Linked DNA regions of Macaca mulatta: all the other regions are linked to region 2. The links are chromatin contacts, called in public Hi-C maps. All regions are on one chromosome and are shown on one strand. Each heading gives the region's core, a stretch centred on a gene start, on an enhancer-like site or on the middle of the called end of the contact. The rest is flanking DNA. Distances are from core to core; before and after follow the strand shown.

The links. A called contact is a pair of places that touch in the nucleus more often than the background predicts.
Region 1: a Hi-C map of fetal cortical plate shows a contact between it and region 2, with 4 times the contacts expected there. The contact joins the promoter of MFSD14A here to the promoter of SASS6 in region 2. A contact is called at or near these places in 3 of 14 Hi-C or Micro-C datasets (cortical neurons, fetal cortical plate and liver).
Region 3: a Hi-C map of liver shows a contact between it and region 2, with 2.4 times the contacts expected there. The contact joins the promoter of DBT here to the promoter of SASS6 in region 2. A contact is called at or near these places in 3 of 14 Hi-C or Micro-C datasets (fetal cortex germinal zone, fetal cortical plate and liver).

What each region holds. Positions count from the first base shown.
Region 1 is chr1:140,223,923-140,228,636 of T2T-MMU8v2.0, reverse strand. It overlaps MFSD14A (major facilitator superfamily domain containing 14A), which reads left to right and starts at 2,352. Exons shown (of 12, transcript XM_001106724.5): 1 at 2,352-2,573. The coding sequence starts at 2,490. SLC35A3 (solute carrier family 35 member A3) reads left to right here. Exons shown (of 8, transcript XM_077952501.1): 8 at 2,030-2,072. The coding sequence ends at 2,057.
Region 2 is chr1:140,128,812-140,133,230 of T2T-MMU8v2.0, reverse strand. SASS6 (SAS-6 centriolar assembly protein) reads right to left here and starts at 2,417. Exons shown (of 17, transcript XM_077952476.1): 1 at 2,221-2,417. The coding sequence starts at 2,285. TRMT13 (tRNA methyltransferase 13 homolog) reads left to right here and starts at 2,633. Exons shown (of 11, transcript NM_001266714.1): 1 at 2,633-2,785. The coding sequence starts at 2,639.
Region 3 is chr1:140,010,594-140,015,479 of T2T-MMU8v2.0, reverse strand. It overlaps DBT (dihydrolipoamide branched chain transacylase E2), which reads right to left and starts at 1,901. Exons shown (of 11, transcript NM_001261277.1): 1 at 1,814-1,901. The coding sequence starts at 1,864.

The sequences.
Region 1 (4,714 bases), core at 1,103-3,602, 95 kb before region 2:
CTCTACTTCCATTCAAAACAAGCTCCTGGGAATTGAATTATGAAATCTGTCATATTACTTTCTCTGAAGAACTTCAACTGGATGTCAACTAAAAAGTTGCAGGCGAGGTGCGGCGGCTCAAACCTATAATCCCAGCACTTTGGGAGAAGCGAGTATCTCTTGAGGCCAGGTTTGAAACCAGCCTGGTCAACATAGCCAGACTCTGTCTTTACAAAAGAAAAATGAAAACTAGCCAGGCATAGTGGTATGCATTTGTAGTCCCACATACTTGAGAGGCTAAGGCAGAAGGATCATTTGAGCCCAGGCATTCGAGGCTGCAGGGGGCCATGATGGCACCACTGTACTCCAGCCTGGGTGACAGAGTAAGACCCTGTCTCAAAAAATAGTAATAATAGGCCACACATGGTGGCTCACACCTGTAATCCCAGCACTTTGGGAGGCTGAGGCGGGCAGATCACCTGAGGTCAGGAGTTCAAGCCTGGCCAACATGGTGAAATTCCATCTCTACTAAAAATAGAAAAAAAAATTAGCCAGGTGTGGTAATGGGGACCTGTAATCCTAGCTACTCGGGAGGCTAAGGCAGGAGAATCACTTGAACCTGGGAGCTGGAGGTTGCAGTAAGCCAAGATGGCACTATTGCACTGCAGCCTGGGTGACAAGAGCAAAACTCTGTCTCAAAAAATAAATAATTTAAAACAGTTTCAACATGAGAATACATGTTTTAAAACAAGTATACTAAATATACTTATTGACTGGAAAATATAACTAGAAGTGTCTATCAGGCTATAAAGTGCCTTTCTTCTCCCTTCCATGGAAATTAGTTTTTTTCCATTTTCAGTCAGTATGAAAATACAAGGAACAGGAAATTCAATCAAATTTACTTTTTAACATTTTATTTGGAAATAATTTCAAACTTACAGAAAAGTTGCAAAAAGAGTACAAAGAACTCATACATTCGTTTACTCTGTTTTTCCTTTTACCCTATACGTTAGTAATTTATAGCTGTGTAACAACCCAAAGCTTAGTGGCTTACACCAAGTACTTTCATCTTACACTGTTTCTGAGTCAGGATTCCAGGAGTGGCTAAGCTGGGTGGTCCTAGCTCCAAGCCTCTCATGAAGTTGTAGTCAGCTAAAGGCTTGACCAAGGTTGGAGGATCTACTTCCAAAGTGACTCACTCCGTGGCATTTGGTAGGAGGCTACATACAGTTCCTGGACAACTGGCTCTCCACAGGCTGCTTGAGTGTCCCGAAAACATGGAAGCAGGCTTCCCCAGGCTCCAAGCCCCAAAATGAATGAAAAAGAGACCTGCAAAGAGGCAGTGCCTTTTATGACCTAGACTCTGAAGTCAATACTGTCACTTCTGTTTTGATCTATCAAGAGCCACGAAGCCTAGTCTACACTCAAGGGGAGGGGAATTAGAGTCCATCTCTTCCAGGGAGGAGTATCATTGAATCTGTGAACATATCTTAGAACTAACATACCTAGCTTCAGTACTTTTAAACATTTGCCATTTTGCTTGGTCCCTCTCTTTTCCCCACCTATATATACATACCCATACATGCTACTCCCTAACCATTTGAGAGGAGGGAGCATGCGTTGTATCCCTATCCCTTGTGTTTCGCTCTTAAACGATATTCTATTATACAACACGGTAGTTATCAATATCTAATTTTAACATTGTGACACTTTAAAGTCCACTTCCACTTGTGTAAATTGCTCTAACAATGTTCCCATCAAATTTATTTATTTTTAAACAATACAGTAAAAACGTAGAGGGTTACACAGTGTGACATCGGTCACATATATATATATATATATATATATATATTTTTTTTTTTTGGTAGAGAATAAAAAAAGGTCCCGGGTCTAGGGAGGTAAACAAGCGTGAGCTAAGTTCTAGCGGGGGTCCCTGAGCACCAAAAGGACAAGACAGTTTCTGAAACACTACCTTATCTTTATCTTTTAAGTTATCCATTACTTATGGAAAATGATTTCTTTTTTACTGTTCCCTTCGGTTCCTGTCTAGATTAGAACACAGCTGGAGATTGTGCTAATAGCTTAGGACGTCTGTTTCCGTGAGCAGGTAACAACTTTTTGAAACAAATTCCCTCATCCGCTGAAGAAGGGGGACAGTAACGGCCCCTATCGCCCAGAACCGTTGTGAGGATTTAGCTAGCTGGTGACGCCGACGCACGGAGTTGTACAGGTAGCCAGCAGCACCCACAGCCGCAGCTACTCTACCCGCTCCGCAACTGTAGAGCTGGCCGGCAGGCGAGCGGGCGGGGCGGCATCACGTGGACGGGGCGGGGCGCGCTAGTCGGCTGATCGCACGATTGTGACGCGCCGCCGGAGGCAGGCCGGGCCCTCAAGATGGCGGCGGGCGCCAGGAGCGGCTCGGCCCGGCAGTAGTAGTGGGACGGCACTAGCCGCTGGGGCCGGCCGCCCCGGGAGTGGCTGCAGCAGCGCCCGGAATCGAGGATGGTAAAATGACCCAGGGGAAGAAGAAGAAACGGGCCGCGAACCGCAGTATTATGCTGGCCAAGAAGATCATCATTAAGGACGGAGGCACGGTGAGCTGAGTTCCGCGCCGGCAAGCGTCCCTCGGGGCCCCCATCCGGTCTTTCCTTCAGACCCCAACACTGTCGTCTCTAGGCGCCCCGGTCCCCCCGCCTTCCCCCACCCTGTCCCCGGTGCCGGTGCCTCGGGCTCGCGGACCTGCATGCCGCCGCTCCGGGAATCGTCCTCCCCTCCTCGGGCCTGTGGCGTCCGGGGCCCGTCCTCTTTCTCTCCCGCACCTGCCGCCCTCTGCTCCGGCCGCCTCTGCAGGCCCTGCGGCCTCGAACCCCACGTGCGCCTCCGCCGCGGCTCCCCCGGCGGCCCGCCCGACCGCCGCGCCCCTTGTCGCCGCAGCCTCGCCTCGCATCACCCGCCAGGCCCCGCGGAGCCGTCGCCGCGCCTGTCAAGGGGCTGGGAACCATCCCTGCTCTCCCATATGTTGCTAACCGGGTAGCGTCTGGCACTGGGATCCCGCTGCGGCCCCGTAGTACGTTCGCTTTCTGTTACCACGTCTGTGCGTCGGTGCTTCGGCTCTGGGCTGCTTACAGTAAACCCTGTCCGGAGGTGGGCTTCCCTCTCTTCCCGGAGTCGGAAGCGTGACGGCAGACACCTGGGGCCTACATTCGAACCCGCTACTTTTCAAAGAAAAGTCATCACTCTGTGCCCTACGATTAAAAGTACTAGAATCAATCATGGCCTAGGGATCAGAGGAAGACACTTTGAAAGGAAGAAAGGTTTGCTTTTTAGAAACAGTTGTCATCACAGTAAACTTTGTGCAGTGTGCTGTAGTTAACCAGCAGGGGACGTAGGATTTTTAATTGAAAAAAAAACAAAAAAAACCTCCAAAACTATGCTTTTTATGCTAACATTTCTCAGTTGCTACACTCTGTCGTCTTTGTTGCATCTGCTGATACCGCGTTCTGAAATAGAATGGAAAGGTGATATATATGTTTCACTTACCTGAAGTGTGCAGAAATGGTTCCATTAATTCCATTTCTGTTTATATCTTATTGGAGCCCTGATCAACTGCTAGCACAGTACTAAATATGTATATAAGTAGGCCACCATTGAGGATTTGCTGAATTCAGCTGAAAAACATAACAAAATTGTATGACATTTCAGAACACGGCCCAGTCAATATGCGAAAGTTTAGAAAACTTGGGACATATGTAATGACTTCAGAATATATTTTTAGTTTAACTGTAACATTTATTACATGTTATAGCGTTGACATTTATTGAAAAAACAAACTTGGAAATTCCTTAGGTTCTTTTTATTGAACTTCATTAATTAAAACATTAATTAGATCTGTTATGAAGAGTCATAGTTCTTTTGACCAAGTAGTTAAGAACTATGTGGGGAGAAAAATACTGTTGCCTTTGTCAACCTTTAGAAAGATACAGTATTTTACATTCTTCATAAAATCTACAAAATAGTGAAAATGAAGGATTGTATTTTGTAAGACCAAGTGATATTTAAGATCAGTATTTTTTGCAAAATGTAAGAAGGAAACTCTGATTAAGAAACACAGCTTCCTTTTCCTTGAAAAGTTCAGTTTTGTTACCTTTCTTTTGGGTTTTATTTGATTTACTTTACAGCAGATGCTCTCTTTCCAAATCCTGTGAGTTTTGGAAAGGATTGTTTTTGAACTTTCTTGTCCTGTTATTAAGGTTGTAATTAATTCTTAGCCTGCTTTGGGACACAAAATAAAATGTTTGCACCAGCAGTAGGTTTCACATAGAACAAGGGAAGACTTTCCTTGAGGGCTGTGAACATGGGGCTATTATCATTCTCATCTTTATACACTTAATATTTCATTATCTATTCTAAGAGCACTGGGCATTCCTTTAGAATAGGGGCTTTGTTTTTTATGTTTGAATCCCACAGGGCCTAGTATGTGAATTTTAAAGTGATAAAAACACTTATGTTTTGTACTAGCACATTCATACATGAATTTTTATTGTAATTTTGTTTATTCATATACATAATTAGAGGATATATTTCAATAAATGTCAGAGGAATATTTTGCATTATTTGTATTTTAATCCATCCCAGCTTTAAATTTAAAAAATACAACTATTGCAATCATAGAAATTATTGTAAAGTGGTAGTTGCTTGTCTACCTCCCTACTTACAACAGGTCAGACTGCTATTA
Region 2 (4,419 bases), core at 1,168-3,667:
AAAAAAAAACAACAGTCAGGCGTGGTGGTATGTGCCTGTAATTGCAGCTACTCAGGAGGCTAAGGTTGGTGAACCCTTGGGTCCGGGAGGTCAAGGCCGCAGTAAGCTGTAATTGTGCTACCATACCCCAGTCTGGGCAACCGTGAGACTCTGTCTAGGAAAAAAAAAAACAAGAGAGAGAGAGAGTCTGGGGTGTTCTTTCTATAGGTCAAGGATCACCAAATTATTCTGTAAAGGGCCAGATAGCAAATATTTTAGGCTTTGCAGGCCATAAGGTCTCTGTCACAATTACTCACCTCTGCCCTTCCTGTGCAAAAGCAGCTACAATTTGTAAACAAATGAGCATGGTTGTGTTTCAAGAAAAGTTTATTTACGAAAACAGTGAGACATCTGGCCCATGTGCTCCAGTTTGCTGACCCCTACTATCAGATAATAGGAATATATTAAAGGTTTCTAAGCAGGGAAATTGAGTTTTAAGATTAACTGTGATGGCAATGTAACCAGAAAGAGACCATCTAGGAGTTTCCATATTGAAACCAAAGTCATGGCCCCCTTTATCTTTCTATAATCATTCTAAAACAGTGTTGTCCAATGGAGATACAATGCAAGCCACAAACGTGAGCCAGATACGTAATTTTAATTTTTTTCATTTTCTTTTTTTTTTTCAGAGACAGGGTCTCACTCTGTCACCCAGGCTGGAGTACAGTGGCGCAATCACAGCTCACTGTAACCTCAAGCTTAGGCTCAAGCAATCCTCCCGCCTTGGCCTCCTAAAAGTGCTGGGACCACAGGTGGGAGCCACCACACCTAGCCTACTTTTAAATTTTCTAGAAGTCACATTTTAAAAAAAACTTTTAAAAGCAGTGAATTAGTATATACTATATACTAATATATAATAGTATAACAATACATTATTACTGTTAATAATACATTGTATTTAACCTAATATACCCAAAAATATTGCCATTTAACACATAATATAAAAACTGAGATATTTTACATTCTTTTTTCATAGTAAGTCTTAAAAATCCAACGTGCATTTTCAAACGTAAAGCACAACAATTCAGATAAGCCCCATTTCAAGTGTCTAATAACCACATGTGGCTAGTGGTTACCATACTGGACAGCATTAAAAGAATGATCAACTAAACCTACAGATCTCCATATGCAGCTGCTGGTTTTGGTACCATCTCCTCGACCGGCTTGCCACTGATTTTTGACCGAATTCTGAACTATATGTACCACAGTTTGACATTACCAGCAACTCAATAAGGCAATGTCTTCATTTCATTTTTTATGTTACATTTATACACCACTTAGTTTTCACATACGATTTCACACCTGATCCTCATTACAAACACGTGAATACGCACGTTATATCAGTTTTACAAATGAGGAAAGAACGTTCAAAGAAAAAAGAGACAACTATTGAGTGTTGGAACTGAGAAAAAAAATTAAGCCTCCTGACCTCTGGTCAACTCTATTTACGCCCCAACAAAACCACCTTCTTAATCAAAGTTGAACTTCTCTGTGCGACTGGTCTTTATTTCCTCCAGTGATTGTAAACTCCATGAAAAACAGGACTGTTTTTCCTGACCACTGTATTCCCAGTGCCCAGCAAGGTGTTTTACAAGGAGCCAATATTTACTGAATGAATTAATTAATGACGTTTCTGATTTTCTCATTGTTAGTCGGTTAAATGTAATTTACTTTTTTTTAAAGCAACTGATGTGAAGAGCCAAAGTACGCCACCAAATTGGTAGGTTTTTAAAAGTTGAATCTTACTGCCAACATACTCTCAAAAGAGAACGGGGAGAAAAGGCTCCGAGCCAAGGCCTGAGTTCTAGCGCTGACCCTGCCATGAATTGGCTGTGAGCCCTCACGTAATTTTTTTTTAACTTCTCTGGGCCAGAGTTCTTATCTGTCAAAAGGGAAGAGTAGGGCTATAATCTTCACGATTCCGTCCACAGCTAGGGTTTTTGACATTAATTTGATGTGTGCCGGCTTCCTATTTCCTCACAGCCCTCCTCCAGACCCCTCTGCAACGGCCGACTTGGCGAGAGAGGTAACCACTGGGCCCTCTGGGTTCCCTATCCGCTTCCTAGGGGGGCCGACTCGACACCTAGGTGCAAGGCGGAGCCCACTGGCCGGAACCGCCATCTTTCCCCATTGGCCTGACCCCAACCGCCACCCGCGGGCACTGGATGACGCGCTCCTTACCTCTCCTCGCAGTCTTTGCATTTCACCTGCAACGGGACTAGTTGGTGGAACAGAACTTGGCTCATGTTGGCTCGCTGTCCCGGCTGGTGTGCGGAAAAGCCCAACAGGCCCGGCCCTCGGACCTAGCCCGAGAGGCGTCCGGGTCCTGATAGAGTTTGAGTTTGGCGCTCGGCTTCTGCGGAGGAGGCGGGGAGAGTGAAACGAGGGAAAGACGTAAGAGACTTGGCCCTCGCCAGCCACCATCGGATTCTTCCGGTTCTGTGGAGGATAAGGGGAAGACGGTTGTGGTAGTTCCGGGCATTAACTTGTGTGGCGGGAGCTGAGGCAGCCATGTTTGTTAAGGGAAGGGGACCCGAAGGAAGCTGACAACTTTTCTTCTGGTTGCCGGGTGCTGGACAACCAAAGTCAGCCCTGAATTATGGCGACCTCCGCGTCGTCGCCGCACGCGACTGGTTTTCCAGCTGAGGGTAGATGCGGTTACTATGTGGAAAAGAAGAAACGGTTCTGCAGGATGGTGGTGGCCGCAGGGAAAAGATTTTGTGGTGAACACGCTGGAGCCGCGGAGGTGTGGTATCGCCTTACTCTCTCCAGAGTCGGAAATAAGTATCCTGGTCCTGTCGGTGCTGGAACCCGGCCCCTCCCCTCTTTGACAGGTTTCTGCTTGTGTCCCCCGGATCCTCCAGCTTTCACTTTAGTAAACCCAGTTTTGCCCTCCTTGCCGACCGATTATGAGTTCTAGTGATGAGAAATGTTTTAGTTTACCAAGCAAAGCGCCGGCAGCGACCCATTTATCTTGATCTTAACTCATGGTAATGCTAGGTTTTAATTTTACCCCAAGCTACCGCTCCGTCTCCCTGCTGGAAAGTGGTAGTTTAGAAAAAGCAGTGATTGAAGTCCCGAAGGTTTCACTAGTTGTGTTCTAATTGTTATTTCGTGAAAGAGAAGCACTTCTCGTGAATGCGGTTGGAAAAAACTTTCTTTTAAAAATTTAGACTTGAGGCCCGGCGCGGAGGCTCACGCCTGTAATCTCAGCACTTAGGAAGGCCGAGGCGGGCGGATGACTTGAGGTCAGGAGCTCGAGACCAGCCTGGCCAACACGGTGACATTTCTCTCTCTACTAAAAATAAGATCAGCTGGGCGTGGTGGCGCGCGCCTGTAACCCCAGCTACTCGGGAGGCCGAGGCAGGAGAATCACTTGAACCCAGGAGGTGGAGGTGGCAATAAGCCAAGATCACGCCACTGCATTCCAGCCTGGGTGACAGCCAGACTGAATCTCAAAAAAGAAAAAAAAACATGTTTTTTTCGACTTACAGTTTTTAAGAATGCAACTTTGCTGGAATAGGAAGGAAAGATTTTTAAATATATACGAATTGACCTTTTACAACTGAAAACAAAGCATACAATTTTGTTTGATAATAGTTATGCATATAAATGTACTATAACACTGTATATTTGTATGTATGTATATTACTTTAGGATATATGTGAGATGGGAAAATAAAAACCAGAGGAGCAAAATGCTGATAGGAAGAGAGCATGTCTAATAGAACTATAAAGAATAAACCAAAGCGATCAGCATCTGATTTCATGCTTCTGAATGTCCAGTATTATTTGCATTATTTTATTTCTTAAGGAGTTTATTCTTCTAGACAATATCCAGTGCAGATCAGTCCCCTGACCCCCTTCATCTGCCACTCCCTATCGTAGTTATAGCCTACTTCCTATTTTGTTTTGACTGGCATTTACCAAAAGTGAAGCATACTGAAAAAAGGACATTCTTGTTATGGAATATGGGAGACGTGACTTGCTGTGGGAACTCTGAATTATGCCCATAGTCGTATTAACTGGTCTTGAGGGGACTGGCAAACATCCGTTGTTGAAGAAGGAGAGTTATGATAGGAGAATGATTTAGACTCCACCTTATCCAGATATATGGAAGACGAATACAAATGGTGATGATAGTAGAATACGAATAAATCCTTACAAGCCGATCAGTATTCCTAGAGAGGAACGACATATCGTCGTTAGCCCCTTGAAGAGAGACTGCAAAACATCAAGTGGAAACACTTTTCATGACTACTATCTGGTTTTAAATTGTGGCTATCCTCCTGAATCTGTAATTTATAACTGAATGTTGTGTTTCCATCTTTTTTTCTAAGTGTCATATGTAGCTGTGATGACACCACTTTAACTCATTTTT
Region 3 (4,886 bases), core at 652-3,151, 120 kb after region 2:
TTGGGAGGCTGAGGCAGAAGAATCACTTGAACCTGGGAGGCGGAGGTTGCAGTGAGCCAAGATCGCACCACTACACTCTAGCCTGGGTGACAGAGAGAGACTCCATCTCAAAAAAAAAAAAAGAAAAAGAAAAAAAGAAAAAAAAAAACAAACAAAACACCCAAGTGTTTCTAAGCTCCCTTGTGCTAGCAGTGGCCATGTAACACTGGTCTGGTCAATGAGACTGGAACCTCGTCCTCTTCCTCCTTCCTGCCTTGAACATAAAATAAGAAGTTGTAGCAGCCCTCTTGTAAACAGTAGGAAAAGGACAAATGAACTACTAGGGAAATGACGACATTGATAATCGTAAGCCACTGAACGCGAGCTGACATCTAATTGGGGATGCTCTGTATGCACGGGTAATTTCCTGTTTATTGGTTGGGTTTTTAATTGCAGCTGGAAAACATCACATACATATGAAACTGGAGATTTCCAGGACAGTAGGATATATGGGTTTGGAGTAGACCTGGTTGGAAGACTGGGGAACTTTTGAACTCATCAGCATAGATGGTAACTATATCCAAAGAGTGGATGGGATAACCCAGAAAGTGGGAAAAGTGCAGAGGGCCAAAGTCAGAGCCCTTTAGAAAGAGCAATATTTAAAAGGTGGGTAGGGAAAGAGGATATTAGGATGAAGTGGCCAAATATGAAGAAAGAATAATATTGGGAGACTGGTGTCACAGAAAACAAGAATGGAAAGCTCTAGAAAGAAGAGAGACCAATATATGTAAGTGTTGCTGAGAAGAGCTCTCTTCTCCTGGTTATCTCTTACTTATCCTTCTTAAATCTCAAGTCATACAGTATCCTCTGGGAACTCCTCTGACCCCCAAGTCCGCCATAGGTGTCTACTCCTGTGTGTTCCTGTAGTTCTAGGCACTTGTTCCATCACAGTACTTCTCATGCTGGCTTGTAATTTCTTAATATCTGTCTCCCTCTCCTTTGTCCTCCACCACAAGGTTGTAATCTCTTGAGAAGGAAGATATGATGTCTATTTCATATTTGTATCTCCAGTGCCTAACACAGTACCTGGTACATAGCAGGCTCTTGAAAGTTTTTGTAAGATCGGGGTCACCAAGGCAGGAACATCTAGGGAAAGGGAGAGGGGGCAGGAAGAAGAAACACTAAGCAAATAGGGTGAAATAATATCATTACCGGGATGTGTCAGTGCTTGGTGCTAAGACTGGGAGAAAGAGAGGGAAGTGCAGGGGAGACGGTGGTGGGTCACAGCCTTGGTGACAAAAGGGTAGGAATGGTATGTGGTGCGGACGTAGAAGTACAAGCCAAAAGAGTGAAACACAAGCCGCTCAGTTATTCGGAAGCAGGGCCCCCTGGTGATATTCTATAACTTGAACGGCCTCTTCCTCTACACATTGTAAATTCCTTGAGGGCAGGGGTCGTGTTACCAGTGTTTGGCATACTGTGGGTACGCAATAAATGCTAAACGAATATATCTCTGGATCCACAGCGCCTATCACCAATGCCTGGCATCTGGAAGGGGCTCAATGAAACGCCAGCTGGGCCTCGGTGTACAGATGAAGCAGGAGGACGGCTGAGTCGCTGCAGAAGCGCTTCCAGGTAAGGGGAGGGAGTGGGTCTCCACTCCAGACTAGTCGACTCGCTCCGTTCTCTGCCCTTTATTTTGCATGCATCCCTTCACCTCTCCATCACGCGTGCCCTGGACGCCTGGCACCGGAGGAGAAAGAAACACACCACTCCTGGATGACTCCGGACAAATCACTCCTTCCCGGCCTCAGATCTGCCCAAACCCGCTTACCAGCTTCCCCGCATTCCTGCTCCAGGTTCTCAGCATACGGACTGCAGCCATCTTACCCCGGAAATGACAGCTGCGCCGCAAACCCGAGAGACTCTCCGCGGCGCGACCTATCAGAAGATGGGAGACGCGCCTCCCCCTGGGCGACCAATAGGGAGGGAAGAAACGAGCCTCCCACCCAACAGCCAACCGGGGAGTAGGGCGGGGCCTGAGCTAAAGCCTAAGGTTGGGGACCCCGCGAGGAGGGAAAAGAGCCTGGGGGATGGAGGCGGGGCAGAGGGCAGCCCAAATTTAACACTGCTGTGTAAATACGGATGCACCAGAGATAATCTTTTTAGTGTATGTGATGGGGGAAATAGAGAGTGTTAAGGAAACACAAAGGAAAGGTACTTACCTCAAGAAAGTTATGTTGCAGTAGGACCTGAGGGATGAGGTAGAAAACATTCCTCTTCTTCATTTGTAATGCAACCGCCTGAAGTACAGAAAATAGAATATATCTATATGTTGTAGCAAGGCTCTGGACAACTAGTTGTTTCACAAGTCCATACAGCAGTACTTTCCAATGACTGCCTTTTTTTTTTACTCCCATTTAGTGTTTTTGATTACCAAAATTGGCTAATCAATTTTTTTCATGAAAGATGAACATTACCTAATGTCTAAAATAAACATGTTACCATCTTTCTTTTTACAGATGCTGTCAGATGCAGCTAACTAACATACACAATACATGTCACAGACATATGATCTTGATTTACTTGTCTCTTGAAGAAATGTCAAATTCGGGTCAAGTAGAACTGGTAAAGAAAAGATCAGAACTTTCTTTTAAAAGGCAATCTTCCTCAGAGCAACTAGGAAACCAATTTCTGGAAATGTCCAGGATGACATTAGACTGTTACTGCTTCTTACATGGGAATGAAAATCTGCACAGATGTCTAAGGAATTACAGAGAAAAAAACTAGAACAAATACATTTTAAATCCTCAACATTGAAGATTAGTGGTTATGAAACAAAATCTCAGGTATTTCACAACTTCATTGTTTAATATGACCCAAACACTTTTTCTTCTCATTTGCCATTTTATGTATTACACACCTACACACATACACACACAAAATCACTACAAACAATAAATCTTATTATCTTTTCTGTTTGTTTGTTTGGCAGAGATAGGGTCTCTTGGGCCAGGCGTGGTGGCTCATGCCCATAATTCCAGCACTTTGGGAGGCTGAGGCAGGCAAATGGCTTCAGCTCAGAAGTTCAAGATGGGATCTCAGAAGTTCAAGATGTTGCCAGGCTGGTCTCAAAGTCCTGGTCTCAAGCGGCGATCTTCCCATCTCAGCCTCCCAAAGTCCTAGGATTACAGGCATGAGTCACTGGGCCCGGCCTAAATAGTTATCTTTATCAGAAAATCTAGACTAGTCAAAAGAATTTCAAGTTTTTACATTTCCTTAAAAATGTTTATAGACATTATCAATGTATTTGATAATCCCACAAGCATGTGTTTGTATAAAAAGCAGTGGCAGTTGTACCTTTGAAGTGAATCATCTCCCTTCCAAGGTGCTGCTGTACAACTTTCTTCCCCCTGATTTCCTTTTTAACTATACCTGCTCCTCAGAAGATAACTAGTTTATTTTCCTTTACCGTCTTTTTATCTCAATGGATTCTTGCTTCTATATTCAGTATGTGTCCTTATCTTTCATTCCAGCATCTGGAAAGAAATACACCATCTATTCCCTAGTTAATTCTTTTATTAGAGTTTGAAAGCAACAAAGACCCCATTTCTTCTCTTTTTTTTAATTTAAAAATGACCAGTTATGACCCACCAATTCCACTCCTGGATAGCTATGTAAGAGAAATGACAACAGTGTTCACACAAAGACTTGTATAGGAATAATCATAACAGCATAATAGCTATTCTAGAAATAGCCCAGATGTCCAGTAACAGGTGAATAAACAAAATGTGGTACATCCATATACTGAAATATTATTCATCCTTAAAAATGACTGAATTAGCAATAATTGCTATGACATGGATGAATGTGAAAAAAATATTATGCTAAGTAAAAGAATGCAAGCACAAAAAGTCACATATTACATGATTCCATTTCAATTAAATGTCCAGAAAATGTTGATTTATAGAGATGAAAAACAGATAGTTTTAGTTTATATTAATTACATAAGATTATATTAGTATTATTAATTAATAAGGTTAGAATTAGAAAACAAATTAGCCTGGGGCTAGAGGTGGAAGGGGTAGTGATTGCAGAGGCAAGAGAGATTTTTTGTGTGTGTGGTGATGAAAGTTTCCTCTTGCCAGTTTGTGGCAATGATTGCATAATTCAAAAATCTTTGAAGTATACACTTAAGACAAGTGAATTTTATGGTATGTAAAGTATACCATAATAAAGCTGTTAAAACTGTGTTACATGGAAGAATAATGAACATATGAATAAAAACAAATACATAAGGCTGGGCACGGTGGCTCATGCCTGTAATCCCAGCACGTTGGGAGGCGGAGGTGGGTGACGAGGTCAGGCGTTCAAGGCCAGCCTGGCCAACATAGTGAAACCCCATCTCTACTAAAAATACAAAAATTAGCCAGGAATGGTGGCACGTGCCTGTCGTCCTAGCTAATTGGGAGGCTGACGCAGGAGAATTTCTTGAATGTGGGAGGCAGAGGAGGTTGCGGTGAGCTGAGATTGTGCCACTGCACTCCAGCCTGGGCAACAGAGCAAGACTCCATCTCAAAACAAAACAAAACAAATACATACATCACATAATAATATAACAAAAACTCTTGAACCTACCACTCAACTTTAAGAAATAGAACCTACGGAAAAACACATCATGTAGGTTGTCTAAAAATAAAATACATTCTAAACTACAAAAAAAGAAATAGAATCTTTCCTGTTAGTGAAGATCACTGTCTGCTCCTTCCTTTACCTCTCCCCTCCATAAGCGTTACCTTGAATTGTGTTTATCATTCCCTCGTTTCTTCTAGAATTGATCACATATACATATATGGATGGATGCCTAGCAACATATTATTTACTTTTGCTTGTTTTTGAGTCTCATA